Regions from separate parts of the Mus musculus genome. Here regions 1 and 3 are each linked to region 2. Evidence: chromatin contacts called from public HiChIP or PLAC-seq and capture Hi-C data. All regions are on one chromosome and are shown on one strand. Each heading gives the region's core, a stretch centred on a gene start, on an enhancer-like site or on the middle of the called end of the contact. The rest is flanking DNA. Distances are from core to core; before and after follow the strand shown. Region 1 overlaps Dgkg (diacylglycerol kinase, gamma). Region 2 has its middle 47 kb from the start of Tra2b. Region 3 overlaps Dgkg (diacylglycerol kinase, gamma).

What was found. HiChIP or PLAC-seq counts read pairs in DNA pulled down with a chosen protein or histone mark. Capture Hi-C pulls out chosen DNA fragments and counts their contacts.
Region 1: an H3K27ac HiChIP or PLAC-seq map of embryonic stem cells shows a contact between it and region 2, with 14 times the contacts expected there. The contact joins two enhancer-like sites. A contact is called at or near these places in 2 of 39 promoter capture datasets (both in embryonic stem cells), 8 of 15 datasets of contacts at CTCF or cohesin (the NIH/3T3 cell line, embryonic stem cells, hippocampal excitatory neurons and 3 more), 262 of 484 Hi-C or Micro-C datasets (the 4T1 cell line, the 63-12 cell line, 8-cell embryo and 130 more), 24 of 115 datasets of contacts at active chromatin or transcription factors (the HPC-7 cell line, PVALB interneurons, T-cell acute lymphoblastic leukemia and 12 more) and 2 of 9 other capture datasets (embryonic stem cells and liver).
Region 3: a contact with region 2 is called in a capture Hi-C map of embryonic stem cells, with 4 times the contacts expected there. The contact joins two enhancer-like sites. A contact is called at or near these places in 1 of 39 promoter capture datasets (cranial neural crest), 2 of 484 Hi-C or Micro-C datasets (bone marrow-derived macrophages and granulocytes), 8 of 115 datasets of contacts at active chromatin or transcription factors (the 230-238 cell line, VIP interneurons, acute myeloid leukemia and 3 more) and 2 of 9 other capture datasets (embryonic stem cells and macrophages).

What each region holds. Positions count from the first base shown.
Region 1 is chr16:22,563,515-22,566,214 of GRCm38.p6, reverse strand. It overlaps Dgkg (diacylglycerol kinase, gamma), which reads left to right. Exons shown (of 25, transcript NM_138650.2): 16 at 854-928. Among named protein-coding and RNA genes, the nearest start is that of Gm41433, 20 kb to the left of the region's middle. Within about 2 kb of position 1,429, at least 21 of the 459 cell types and tissues checked have an H3K27ac peak or open chromatin away from gene starts, as enhancers often do. A contact at or near this core is called in embryonic stem cells, where this site is marked.
Region 2 is chr16:22,311,596-22,314,295 of GRCm38.p6, reverse strand. No RefSeq gene overlaps it. Among named protein-coding and RNA genes, the nearest start is that of Tra2b, 47 kb to the right of the region's middle. Within about 2 kb of position 1,410, at least 8 of the 459 cell types and tissues checked have an H3K27ac peak or open chromatin away from gene starts, as enhancers often do. A contact at or near this core is called in embryonic stem cells, where this site is marked.
Region 3 is chr16:22,516,712-22,519,411 of GRCm38.p6, reverse strand. The region is part of intron 21 of Dgkg (diacylglycerol kinase, gamma); the gene reads left to right. It overlaps 9230117E06Rik (RIKEN cDNA 9230117E06 gene), which reads right to left. Exons shown (of 2, transcript NR_130988.1): 2 at 1,727-2,167. Among named protein-coding and RNA genes, the nearest start is that of 9230117E06Rik, 6.6 kb to the right of the region's middle. Within about 2 kb of position 1,336, at least 165 of the 459 cell types and tissues checked have an H3K27ac peak or open chromatin away from gene starts, as enhancers often do. A contact at or near this core is called in embryonic stem cells, where this site is marked.

The DNA of each region.
Region 1 (2,700 bases), core at 180-2,679, 250 kb before region 2:
TACCTTAAGGATTAGAATAGACCTAGTGCTTAGCCTTGGACCTGCCACATGAGCCCCGGTAAAGGTCGCTAGAATCAAGTTCTAAGGGACCTGTTTTATCCTATGCCATCACAAGTCTCTTCTTGGTTTAAAAGACTTGGTGAGGTTCACCTGCTTAGGACTACCTGGCCTAGCCCCAACCCCACCGTATCAGTGAAGGAAACGCAGGTTTGGGCGAAACTGGAGTAAGCTCAGCGGGGTGGGAAGACATGGGGGGCAGACAGAAGCACTCTGCCTCCCAGGCCTGCTCAGTCTGGGAAATGAGCAGATGGTACAGAGAGCAGGATTTCAGGCTTAGAAAAAATAAAATTAGGTAGGGCCAAGTACTATGAGGACCCCACCTCTAGCCTGAGCTAGTCTCAAGGTAGAGCCTAGAAACCAAACCCAGACATAGCCATTGCCTCCAGCCCCACCTCCTCCTGCATGTACTCTTATGAGGATGCTGGGCCCACTCCTTGGGGGCCTTCAGCACCTCTGGACAGTCAACAATAGATGAAATCACCCTACTTAAACCATGCAGAATACCCAGAGGTCTCTAACAGGAAGGAAACTATGTAGGACAGCAGTCCTATTCTCTCCCATAGCAATAAGCAGTCCATAGGGTGGGGCTGGAGTCAGATGGAGGGGCAGCTTTTGGCCAGAGGGAAGGATATGGGGATGCTAGGTGTACTGGGATAGCGGGTCTGCACCCATCACTCCCTGTCTTAGGTTTAAACAACTGGCAGATTTCACCACAGATGGGTCCAAAGGTATTTGCCCCCATGTGACTACTACCTTACCATTTCTCGCCTCTATTGTGTTTTTTCCCCTGTAGAATTCTTCGGAAATTTCACTACCTGCTCAACCCCGAACAAGTTTTCAACCTGGACAATGGGGGACCTACACCAGGGTATGGACAGTCGTCTTCACTCTGCCCTGCTTTGGTCTCTGAAGAAAACACCTTTCTTTGTCTCCTGGCTTTTTCTGCCTACCCCTCACCTTGGCCCTGGTTCTTATTTAGGAAGTTGCCCTGTCTACCTTGTCTCTGAAGGAGGTGTTGATGTCAGAGGGAAACTATGACCCAGTCATTGGACGGACAGGGAGGTCACACTGCTGACTTCCTTGGACTTACTTGCAAGGCTCTTGGCTGATATCGTCGTAGTGTGTAATGATGTCACTCCAAGTCTGTCATGTCTTTTGCTATGGGAGCATTTCTGTCATTGAAACATTCTTTCCCTGAATTACCCAGCTTTGCAGAGATTACAGATCTCCTAACCCTTCTCCCACCTCCCTGACCCCTAGCCAGACAGAAAGAGCTGTTAGAGGGGAGGGGGCAGGACATAGATGGCTCATCTGAAGGTCTGGTGGGTGGAGCTGGCCTTGATGCCATTTAGCCAGTCATAGGTGGTGCCCTAGTGCCACCTGCTGGCAGCTCTGCCAGCACCAACTTCCACGTCTGATCTGAGCTTTTACACCTCCTGACCTGCATTTCTACTCTAGAGTCATTGAGATTCCTCCAAGGGGGCTGGAGTAAGGTGTCTAAAAATGGAACCTGTCCCTGTCTTTCCGTTGTCTGGCACGGAGATTATTTATAGAAATGGAAGCACGAGACCCAGTTAAAAGGAGAACGACACACAGGTGCACATTCACCAATCTGTAAAATTTACTCAGAAGTCGGTCCAGACTCTCCCAGTTGCCACATAGCCACGTGTCAACCGGTTACTGCTGGTTACTGCCAGTTACTGCCGGATAGCACCGCCATGTACCAAAACATCAAGTGCCTTTTCGGCCCTGCTCTCTCCTAGGGTATTTTAGGAGCACAGCCTTCTCGGCCTTTGATTGGTTTTCCTGTGGGTGACAAGCTCAGGGCCTACTTCCAGGGCTGCTGAGCCCAGAGCACCTTCAATGTGCCTGTTTATCTGTACGCAGACAGGCCGTCCAGCTGACGGGAGCCTCTACTCAGAATGTACTGCCTGGAGTAGGGTTCTGCAAGAGAAGGGAGAGAGAATAGTGACTTGCCAACATAGGCATCCGTGCTCAGAGCGCCCCTGGGACTCCTCAGACCATCTGTCTGGGAAGAGAGACATAACGGCACCTCAAGGTGTCCATCGGTCACATTTTCCCCCAAAGCAAGGGTTCTTGACTTTTTCTGCCAGGGACTCCAGTCACAATCTGGTAGAGTATGAACTCCATCTAAAATAATTTTTTTCTAAAGCATAATATGAAATAATATGTGATTTCCAGTGAAGCTAATTATGTTGAGAAGTGGTTACCCAAAACTAAAAAGACAAATTTGTGGTACATAAGAGAATGTCTTCTCTCAACACACTAAACAACAATACCCATAGTCAGGTTCAATAATGACTGTAAACTGAAAGCCACAAGCTCCAGAAATGATAGCATGGAACCTACAGTACAGCCTAACTGAAGTGTTGAAACAGCTGTTATATTCACTGTGACAAAGTTGCAGGTGCTATTGAAGCCTCTGTGGTCTGCTGTCTACATTCATAATTGAAAGAAATGCTAAGTGTCAGTTAGAGATCAGAGAAGATATTAACATTATATTTTCTCTTCCAAGTTCACAAACCTCTGAATTATACCCACAGACTCACCAGAAGGTCAGTGGACCCCAGGTCCTGCTCTTCCGGCTTCATGCTCCCAGGGAAAATGGGGTCTCGCTCC
Region 2 (2,700 bases), core at 161-2,660:
TATTAAGGATAGACGGCTTCTGGGGAGGGAGTTGGTTTTCCTTGAATTCCGTGGAAGGCACCACATCCAGGAGTGAGTACATGAGCAACACAGCTTGAAGTCAACAGATCACTAAAAGTAAAATGGATCGGAAGTTAGGGGGCAGGAGTAGAGTATGAATATAATCAAATAATTGTATGAAAGTTTCAAAGAATTAAAATTTGTTTACAGTGAGAAAACAGGCTGGGTGTGGTGGCTTGAGAATTTGGTCACAGCACAGGAGGAAGCAGGTTAGTTACAAGTTCAAGGCCACCTGAGTCCACAGAGCAGATTTTAGGTCAGCTATGGCTACATAGTGAGACACTATCTCAAAGGGACAGGAAGAGGAGGAGGAGGAGCAGGAGAAGGAAGAGAAGCCAAAACAACCAGAAAACAGAACAAGGTGCCCTGTGAGAGATTCGGCCTTGAGTTGACCCTTGTTGAATTTTAGGAGCTGCTATCGAGGAAAGTGGGGAATGCTGGGTACGTGGAGGAAGTGCTATTAGCCAGGACAGGAAGTCAGGAACTACCAATTTCTCCAACCGGAAGGTGGTGAGCCTGCTAGTCAGAGAACCATAGAGCTGAGACGATGGGCTAAGGGTTTCACAGAACAGTCTTTTCCCTTGTGTTTTGTTGTTTGTTTGGGTGGGTGGTGGGTTTTTGTTGTTTTTTTCTTAAGCAGACTACACATAACTTGCAGCCCTCCTGCCTCCTGCCTCAACCTCCCCAACTGTAACTAAAGCCACATGTCCTTGAGCCCAACAAACATCCCCTTTACCACACATTTGTTCAAGTGTCAGTCCCGTTTGATGGAAGGGTAAAGGGATGGTATGTATATGAGATGTCCTGAGCAGCTGGGCTTCCAGAGCTGTTGATCACAGCCAGGGAAGGCAAGCTGAACTCCAACTTCAAACAAAGAAATCTCTCCTCCCCTCCCCCCAGCATAGCTGATGCTGGCCTCAAAATCATTGTATAGCCAAGGATAACCTTGGGCAATCATGCACTCTAACATGGGCATGCACTCTAGCATGGGCAATCATGCACTCTAACAACTGAGCTGCATTCCCAGCTCCCAAATGTCTATTTCTTGCCAAAAGAAGGCCCAGAAAGACTACACTGTCTACCCTGTCCCCCATCAGCCCCTGGATAAGATCCAAGCACACTGGAGTCCAGGCTAGCCAAAAGCATGAGAGCCACTTTTGGAGAGAGACAGCAGAAAAGCTCCGATTTTCCTGTTAAATCCCCCCATTGGCCTCAGAAATGTTAAAAATAAACTTTCACCTGCATCTGATTTCCTTTTGTTATCTCGGCCATTGTTGAACAAAGAGGTAACTGGGGCCTCTCTGGGCAGCTCATAGAGGTCACCTCTGAGCCCAGATGGGAGGGACACAGAGGATCAGCAGGAGTGTCATTAGAAATCAAAAACTCTTTAGAACTTCCAGGTTCCTGAGCTTGAACCCAGGCCCTGCAGCTTGAGCCAGCTCTGCCAGCCCTATCCGGCTCTCAGGTTTCCTCCTATGCCGTTTGCTATAGAATGGGATCCTTGGATTCTTTCCTCTGTTAGGTTTGCAACTTAGACCCCCAATCTACAGAGGGGTGATTTAAATAGGAAGAGAAAGCACAGCGTAGGCACTGAGGAACTAGTCCCTCACACTGGAAGCAGTAGATTGCCATGGACAGGATTTGGGCTAGAGAGTTGAACAGTCAGGCTCACTCAGGATAGTTACTTTCAACCTTGTGACATTATGCAAATTACTTGACCTTTCTGATCCCTTTTTCCTCTTTGTAAAACAGGCACAACGTGAATTGCCCTTAGTTGTATGGAAATTCATTTCTGGTTCAAATAAAGTTCAAAGTAGGTATTTCTAATCTGTGGGATTTTTTTATATTTTAATGTTTACCATTTTCAATTGTGTGCGTGTGCACAAACACCTTAGTGCAAGTGCCTCCCGAGGAGGTCCAAAGCATCCGAAGTTCTGGGCTCTGGAGTCACGGGTAGACTAAGCTGCTCAGTGCAGGTGCTGGGAATTAACTGGGTTCCTTGGGAAGAACAGCACACATTCTTAACTAATAGACCGTCATGTTAGCCCCTTAAAGAGATATGCTTGTTTATTTATTTAATTTATTTATCTCTTGAGTTGGGGCTGTTCTTCGACATGAAGTTTCTGTAGCTGGGGCCACCATTCCCTAAATGTAGTTTTCTGTGAGCATCAGTACATGGTGAGGATGAAGTAGCATTGCAACAGAGCTAAGAGCTGTGCACAAGCCTAGAAGCATCCTGCATCACTTCTGGGGTTTTTTTTTGTTTGTTTGTTTGTTTTGGTTCAGTTTTGGCTTTTTGAGACAGGGTTTCTCTATGTAGCCCTGAGTGTCCTGGAACTCACTCTGTAGACCAGGCTGGCCTCGAACTCAGAGCCCCCGCCTGCCTCTGCCTCCCAAGTGCTGGGATTAAAGATGTGCACTGCCCTCGCCCGGCTCCTGCATCACTTCTGATCGTAACTGGAGCATCTGTAAGTCGGCTACACAGCTGCAGTTCACTGCAGAATGTACTAGGAAATGAGGCCCAGCTGCGTGCCAGGAAGAGCAGGCATCGTCTCCCCAGTCTTTGCCACACACATTAATGAAGAAAAAGAAGAGGCTGACCTAACTGCAGACAACAGATGTGTAGCTGTTGGGTGACTC
Region 3 (2,700 bases), core at 87-2,586, 210 kb before region 2:
CCTCCCATGTCAACACAACGTCACTCTGATGGCTTCAATTGTTGTTTGTATCTTATGCAAGTGGGGTTCTGGGATCCTTACAGCCATAGTCATTCTGACCCTCAACCATGCGTTTCCACTGACAGAGGTAAAGATAGTTGGTTACCACCTAACATGGGAGGGGAGGTGCCTGTGGGTGGAGAGTTGACAGGACATCCTTCCTGAAGGATGCTCTTTCTCCATGGTCCAACAGCTGCCTCAGGGAGCTGACTAACTAGTGTCTGCGCCCAGTCCTATGGGTCTGTAGCCCATACAGTGACACATTTCCCTCGGAGCTGAAAAGCTCTTTTGCTACCATCTTGAAATGTTGAGCAGGTTTCCCCCCCTCCCCTTTCTTTCTTCTTTTAAAACAATACGCTGGTGCCCATGGAGATTAGAAGAGAGCTAGAGATTCCCTGGGCCTAGAGTTAGAAATGGTCGTGAGCCACCAGGTGGGTGCTGGGAATTGAATCTGGGTCCACTGCTAGAGCAGTCGGTGCCCTCAGCCACTAAGCCATCTCTCCACCCCTTAAACTACTTTTTAAAACAAAGAGCTGCGCGTATGGTCAGTTCGAGCTGGGCCCACGATGACGAAGCTCATGCCGACGGTGCGCTGTGTTTTCCTGAGACTTCCAGCACTTGTAGCAAGCAGCCTGCCTCAGACCGTTTGCCTGTTAGCGTGCCCCTTGCCTGCTTCCTGCTCCACTTCTGCAGGGTTGTGCTCCTCAAGTTGTCTCACTGACTGCTTGGAGCCTGTCTCTCGCCTGTTAGAGACCTAGGTTCTCGGCACACCCGTGTCTTTACTTACTGGGCTTCAGTCCATGGATGCTTTGCTAATGACCCCACCTTCTCGTGGAATTTGGGCCTTTACCCTTTAGAAAAACATATTCAGGCATGTGAGAAAATCTCCTATCATCTGCCCCCACCCCCACCCCAATTCGCACCCCTAAAAATCAGATGTAGAACCTTCTGTGAGAGCCATGATCCTCAAATGAGGCTGGGCCACTCCTCTGATAGGAGCATTAAGCCTGTGGCAGAGGAAGGCCTGCTCACAGGGAGTGTTCATAAACAAAACCCAAAGCCAGAGGTTCCATAAGGCTCGACTTGACTCATCTGCAGGCCTCTCCTTCTGGTTGCTGGGTTACTGACACCACGGTGGGAGGCACCTTTGTACCACCTTGGCCACAGGACAGAGGTCCAAAGGCCAAGAGCCTGTGTCTCCAGGTGATGAAGGGCCTCGGCCACCACCTACACCTGGGAGAAGCTGAGCTGCCAGATCTCCTAATTTACACATAAATGCGCTCGCTGCCTGGGAGCTGGGGCTGAGCTCCCAGCTGAGTGTGGTAAACAGATCTGTGTGCTCTCCCCCTCTTGGCACTGTCCTCGGCTGGGGGTCTTTTAAATATCCCCGAAAGTGAGGAACTGCCCTGCCTAACCGCGGCCAGCTGCAGGCCCACAGCGAGTTCTTGTTCTCCCTGCAGCTGGCCTTGACACGGTGCCCAGAATACAGCAGCTCCTCTCCCCTGCCTCTTTGGCCCGCCCCACTGGCTCCAGGCTGGCCATGCTCAACAGTCCCCTTGGGGTCGAGGACACAGCCACACTTCCTCAACCACACAGGGAGTTGGTGGCAAATGGCAGCGGTGCCGCGGGAGGGGTGGGCTGTCATGCTGTGCATGCTTCGAGCTTTAACAAGCACTTCCTGTTTTCCTTATCTCTTAATAATCACTCTTTTCACTGTTTATTCATGAGAGTAAGCGTTTGGGCCTTGGGGCTAGGATGACATGTGACGGTGGGTTGGTTGACAGTGGATTAAGACAGGCACCATTTCTACACCCAGAGGACAGTGGTGGGTAGTCCCAGGTGGTGTGATCAAAAGAAGACTCTGAAGGACAGCAGGGGAGGGCCAGATGAAGGTAGGTAGGTGAGTGACAGATCTGAGGAGCGAGCCTCTGGAGGTACATGAGAGAGAAGCTTCCAGATGTGGTCACTCCACACCACAGCCTGCAAAGGATTCACCAGCTCCTGGTCAGCCAACTCAGGAGGACTCCATTCAGATCCTGATGCTGCTCTTCACTACATCCCAAGCTGTAACAGCAGGAAACCATCCCCACTGCCTGGAAACACAAGCGGAGACTGGGAGACTGGGAGACTGAAAGAGAAAAGAGGGAAGAGATGAAGGGACAAGATAAGTCAGTACTTCAACTGCCTGCCTTAACATCTCAGTGTCTTATCTGATAACCCAGGGAGACAGTACTAGTACATGTTTAAAGTAAGGCTCAGATGCGTCCAGGAACTGGGAAGAGAAGACTCCAGGTGTTAGAAACTAGTAAATACATTTATCCATCAGGTGCTAAAACTCAGCAACTCTTCCAGCCTTGGTGTCTTCCTCCTTCCTGGTGTGAGTGTGGGTGTATTTATGTATTTGTGTACATGTGTGTATAAGTCAGTATTTGTGTGTGTATGTATGTGTGTGCATGCGAGTGTATATATTTGTGTAAGTTGTATGCATGAATGTGTGTACACATTTGTGTGCATGTCTTGTATACAGCATCTTTTTGTGTATGCATATATGATGTATGTGTATGTGTGTGTAGGTGTGTATGTATTTGTATCTGTATGTGTGTAATGTGTGTGCTGGTATATGTTTGTATGTGTATAAGCATGTGTCCATATGTATGTGTG